Linked DNA regions of Danio rerio: region 1 is linked to region 2. The links are chromatin contacts, called in public HiCAR-type maps. All regions are on one chromosome and are shown on one strand. The core of a region is the stretch at or near the end of the contact, and the rest is flanking DNA. Distances in the headings are between cores, read along the strand shown.

What was found. HiCAR-type assays count read pairs that join an accessible place to other places.
Region 1: a contact with region 2 is called in a HiCAR-type map of caudal fin, with 6 times the contacts expected there. The contact joins the promoter of syt6a here to the enhancer-like site in region 2. A contact is called at or near these places in 6 of 18 Hi-C or Micro-C datasets (caudal fin, embryo, hematopoietic stem cells and 1 more) and 1 of 4 datasets of contacts at active chromatin or transcription factors (caudal fin).

Annotation. Positions count from the first base shown.
Region 1 is chr23:27,867,789-27,870,488 of GRCz12tu, reverse strand. It overlaps syt6a (synaptotagmin VIa), which reads left to right and starts at 1,411. Exons shown (of 10, transcript XM_073939012.1): 1 at 1,411-1,536. It overlaps klhl21 (kelch-like family member 21), which reads right to left and starts at 1,352. Exons shown (of 6, transcript NM_001320407.1): 1 at 1,242-1,352; 2 at 1,117-1,165.
Region 2 is chr23:27,744,187-27,746,890 of GRCz12tu, reverse strand. It overlaps syt6a (synaptotagmin VIa), which reads left to right. Exons shown (of 10, transcript XM_073939012.1): 10 at 1,258-2,704. The coding sequence ends at 1,329. Among named protein-coding and RNA genes, the nearest start is that of olfml3a, 14 kb to the right of the region's middle. Within about 2 kb of position 1,325, at least 5 of the 62 cell types and tissues checked have an H3K27ac peak or open chromatin away from gene starts, as enhancers often do.

The DNA of each region.
Region 1 (2,700 bases), core at 162-2,661, 120 kb before region 2:
AATAAACAGATTTTGTTTTGTTTATTAATTTGTTGTCAGAACAACTTACAATATATGTGTTTGTATATACTGCCAGTCAAACTTAAAAAAAAACATACTTTTAGAAAAAAAAGTCTCTTCTCACCTCAAATAAAACCTCTTATATTGTGAATTAGACCATTTCAATGTGGTGATGTCACTAGCCCATGACTATTCCTGCTTGTTGTCAAACAATTTTAATAACTGTAACAAGAGGCAATTGAATCATATCCTAACATTATTTATCAATATGTAGACCTTTCAGGATTCTTGGAATATGGAAATGAAAAATGTAAAACAGGAAATAGATTTGGACCCCCGTTACTGTTTACATCCCTCAAAATGGTCTATGTGTGTGTCTATGTAAAAGGTGTGTGTGTGTGTGTATACATATATACATATGAAATAAAATATTTTGTAACAAATAATTTTACTGTACCTTTTGATCAATTTATTGTGCCACTGATGATAACAAAATATTTTGTATTAATATTTTTGTACTGATAGTTTTGCATCAAAATATGAGGCAGCACAATGATAATAATAATAATATATATATATATATATATATATATATATATATATATATATATATATATATATATATATATATATATATATATATATATTAAATAAAATGTGTATTTATCTATATGTGATTTCAGAAGGATGGTAAGGACAGTATTGATGTATTGATTTAAATCACATTAGTTAATTACGTTTTAAAATACATTACAACAGTTAATATAAAATCTAAATAAAAGTGTAATATTTTAAAATGTTATTGCAATTTTGACCGATGACGTTAGTGTAGCCATTATAGATGCCTATAAAAGTTAGTCTTTACACGCTGGGGTTAAAGCTAGTTTCAACCTTTTGTCACACCTGTTTTTGTTATAGTCTAAAAGACCTTCAAATTACAGTCTATTTTAAGATTTGACCGATAATGTCATGCATTGCTCATCTTCACCTACTCCAACTATATACTAACGAGGCATCAACGAAACAGCTTCTATTGCAATTTCCAAACCAGTAACGTTAAGTAATCAAAAGACTTTGAAGAAAAATCCAGCGTCAGTATTCATAACATAAACATACGTGAAATCGCTTTCCCGACACAATGACCGTCTGTTGCCTGTCTGCCTGCCTGTTGAGAAAAACAACACGAGAAGCGTCACATTTTACCTTTATACATAAGCTGTTTCGTACGCTTTTCTACTTACCGAAGCCAGCCGTTGACTGTTTCTGTTAATATTCGCCTCGGATAGTTCGGCAGATTGGATTAATTTGTGTATGTATGGTTTAAATTTGCTAGCATGTCGGTTTTGGGCTCGCTCATGTCAGCGCCATGACTCCGCATCATAAGAGACCCTCATTGGACACTTGTACACCAGTTACATGGTGACGTGATCTCAAGTTGGACTGTCCAAACTGTTGAACTGTATGGCGTGCGCACGCTTGTCGTCAAATACTTCACCATTATGATGAGATTTTCACTTCACTTTCTACATAATACGGGTATGTTTATGTAGTAAAACTGTCAAATTTCTTTTGAAAATATCATGACGAAAGCATTGAAGATAAAAAATCGCCAAACAATGAAGACCAGGTTGTGAGGAGGACTTTAAATGAGGGTTTGAATGAAAAGTGCGGTTGCTCATTGTCTTCTTTCCCAATGGTTAACTTATATTCTCCCTATTTTCAGTTTCTAAAACTTATATTTATCATGTAGGTTACATGTTTTTATTTAACTCCCATAACCTACTTCAAAAAGGTAAGATTAGGCCTACTGTAGGTTGACTTTCATTAGCCAGTTTTCACAAAATGTTAGTTTTACGCTTTTTGTAAAAACAGCTGCACTATTTTAATGCGTTTCATTTTCAGAAAAGAAATATTTTATGTTGCATAATAACCGTGACTTGCTTAAAATGTTAAATAATCTCTCTTTTTGGTTTTTCCACTTTTAAATAATAGTAAAAATAATAAGACCTGACAAATCCCTCTTTGGGATTAGTTAAGATATATTATATGAAGACAATAGGATAAATCCTACTTATATTTTTTGCATGGACAGTTTATAGCACAGTCAGCCTATATGTAAAGAAATGAACATAAACACAATAAATAGATACATTGAGGACTTTTTATGTTAATTTATTTCTCGTCTTTACAGAAAAAAAACTCAAGTGCATCACATAAGCGTTATATGTTAAAGTCACAAGTAAATCACATATTAAATACTCAGGAAATGGGGTTTTGGAACACATTCATGTGAATATTTGGTCACACTTTACAATAAGGTTCAATAGTTAATGTTAATTAATGCATTTACTAACGTGAACAAACAATGAACAATACATTTACTACTGTATTTGTTCATGTTAGTTAAAGTTAGTTAATGAAAATACAGTAGTTCATTGTTAGTTCATGTTGACTCATGGTGCATTAACTAATGTTAACAAGCATGGACTTGGATGTTAATAATGCATTAGTAAATGTTCAATTATGATTAATAAATGCTGTACATGTGTTGTTCACGATTAGTTCATGTTAGTAAATGCATTAACTAATGAACCATATTGTAAAGTGTTACCGAATATTTGTATTTCATGTGACACCCAGTGCTTAATTTGAGCCAGATCTTGCTGGATCCTGTTCCAGAAAATGTGTGGGCGCAAAAGT
Region 2 (2,704 bases), core at 76-2,575:
GTCAGAAATGAACTTTTTCATTAAGGGGCATTGTTTGCGCAAGGTATTGATTTCAAGGGGCTTTTTCTTTTTTTTTTTTTACCTTTGCAAGGGCTTTTATTATTACCTTATGCACTTTTATTTCAAGTACATAAAGTGAACAATTTAAATTACTTTATTAAGAAATCTAGAAAATGTTTGTCAGTAAATTATATCAACATTGTTGGTACCGTTATTGTTGATTATTATAAGAACAATTATTAATGTTGATGGACATACTACATATTAGTTCTGTTGAACACAAAATGCAAACTTTTAAAGCCTCATGTATGCAGTTTGCTTGAGTAAGGGATATATACTGAATTAAAAAAAATTTGCCCTCCTGTGAATTATTTAGTCTTTTCAAATATTTCCTTAGCCCTGTTTAGCAGAAAGATTTATATATATATATATATATATATATATATATATATATATATATATATATATATATATATATATATATATATATATACATTTTGATACATAATAGTTTGAATGACATATTTCTAATAAATATTTTATTTGCCATGACGGCACTATATAATATTCTACTAGTTATTTTGCACAAGTAGTATTCAGCTTAAAGTGTTATTTAAGGGCCTAACTAGGCAAGCTGGGTTAATTAGGCAAGTCATTGGACAACAGTGGTTTATTTAGCATCCAATTAAAAATGATATATTCGAGGTCACCTATTTTACCACTTTTTCAAGATTTTAGATAAGTCTTTGGTGTCTCCAGAATGTGTCTGTAAAGTTTTAGCTCAAAATAAATCAGATTATTTATTATACATTTCTGAAAATCTGAATTTTGATCTGATATGACTGTGGACACACTTTCCTATCTAATAGCATCCAAGAGTTGATTTTGCATTATAGGTGCCCTTTAAGGGTCTTGTAATATTGACCTTAGCAGTGTTTAATTTGATTTTATCCCAGCCAAATTAAAAGAACTAAGACTTTCTCCAGGAGAAAAATACTGTAAAAGAATTCCTTGCTCTGTTTAATAACACTTCACAAACTGAATTCCACAGGAGGGCTATTAATCTTGTCTTCATATATAAAAACTATAATTATCTGTACATGTTTTACATTCAGTTTATAATGTAACTTTAGATACATCGGTTTCAGGCAATCGGTCTCTTCTGAGCAATAAGGGCAGTCTACATAATGCGTCTCTTCTGCTTGTTTCTCTAACACTGTAATGACTGTTGTGTTTTCCATGTGTCTTCTCTTGCAGTGGAAAGCCAGAACAGCTAGTTTTGACAGTCAGGGGTCTTGTCCTTCCCCCAAACCTCCTGCCAGCCCTTGATCAGAGCCATATGTTAAATAAACTCCAGGCTCGGCATCCTCGCAGTTGTCCGTCCGTCTGTCCGTCCGATGAAAGCGAGAGCTATTTCCACCTCCCCATATATGGGTTGTTTTAGATGGTTCCCAAACACTGATCTAAGACCAGACCTGGCTGTCTTTGCCCCACCGATGTTCCTCACGTTCAAGCTGCTCTCAGTCGATAATCAGAGGTTTCGTACAAACCTCTGCACCTACAATGGCAACGTTGTGTACCTAGAATAGCTTGATATCGTCAGCGGAGATGTTTCTTTCCATATGAATTTTCCTCAAGCGTTTGAAATCTGATGCTGCGTACTGAAAGTGTGGAGACGAGAGTTTCCACACAATGTTGCAAGATCTTAAAACTTTAGAACTGCTGGAAATTCTAAAAATGAGGACTGGCATGTAAAAGCTTGATGTTTTGTAGGAGAAAAGAGGAAAATGGATGGGTCTTGTGCTGTGTACTACCAACAAAACGTTTTCTTTGTGGAATCCTCGTGTGAAACCTGTGTGGAGGTAAACGTTTTATGAAGAATATTCATATATTTATCAGTTTATAGATGTCGTGTAAATGTTATGTGTGAAAAGAGACTCTCTAAAAGGATCAGAGCACAACAAACTTTTTCCTATCTATTTATTTCTTGCCAAAAGAAAGACGGTTTACATGTGAAGAAAGTTCAGTTCGACGCTCCACATGTAGCTGAATATATTTGCGTTAATATTCAAACTAGAGTACAAAAGTGAGCATTTAAGGATAAAAGTGCTGAAGTATTCATAGAAATGCGTCTTGATTTATGTTTTTTTTTTTCACTGGTGTAATGGCATTTAAAGAGGTGCAGATGTGTTTCTGCTTCTTAGTAGCTCTGCTGTTAATAGCAATTCAGTTCCTGTTTGAAGCTATCCCGCTGCTTCAAGTACCCGCTGACATCTCCATCTTTTGACATGTCATTTTATTGCGTATCAAACTGTCAAGGTTTACCATATTTGACCTGTTGTCTTGGAAAATGTCTTGCATATATAATGTATGCTTCATATTGTGTACTGTATAAGATCAGGGTTGATATTACAATAAATATAGATTTAGAGGTAATTAACTAACATTCGTCTTCAGAATCACACATTTGTTTTGTTTTATTTAATGATAAAAAAATACACCGTAATGGTTATGTGTAGGATAAAAGTAGGCAAATGGTACAGTCTGGATCCAGCAGTACTGTAAAGCATGGAAAATATATATATATAAACTAATATTCTATTATACTGTATGGGTCAAAGACGAGATGGACGATTTTAGATCGAATTAAAAGTACAAAACGGAAAAAAAATCTATTAAATGAAAGGGTCTACTTGGATGTTTG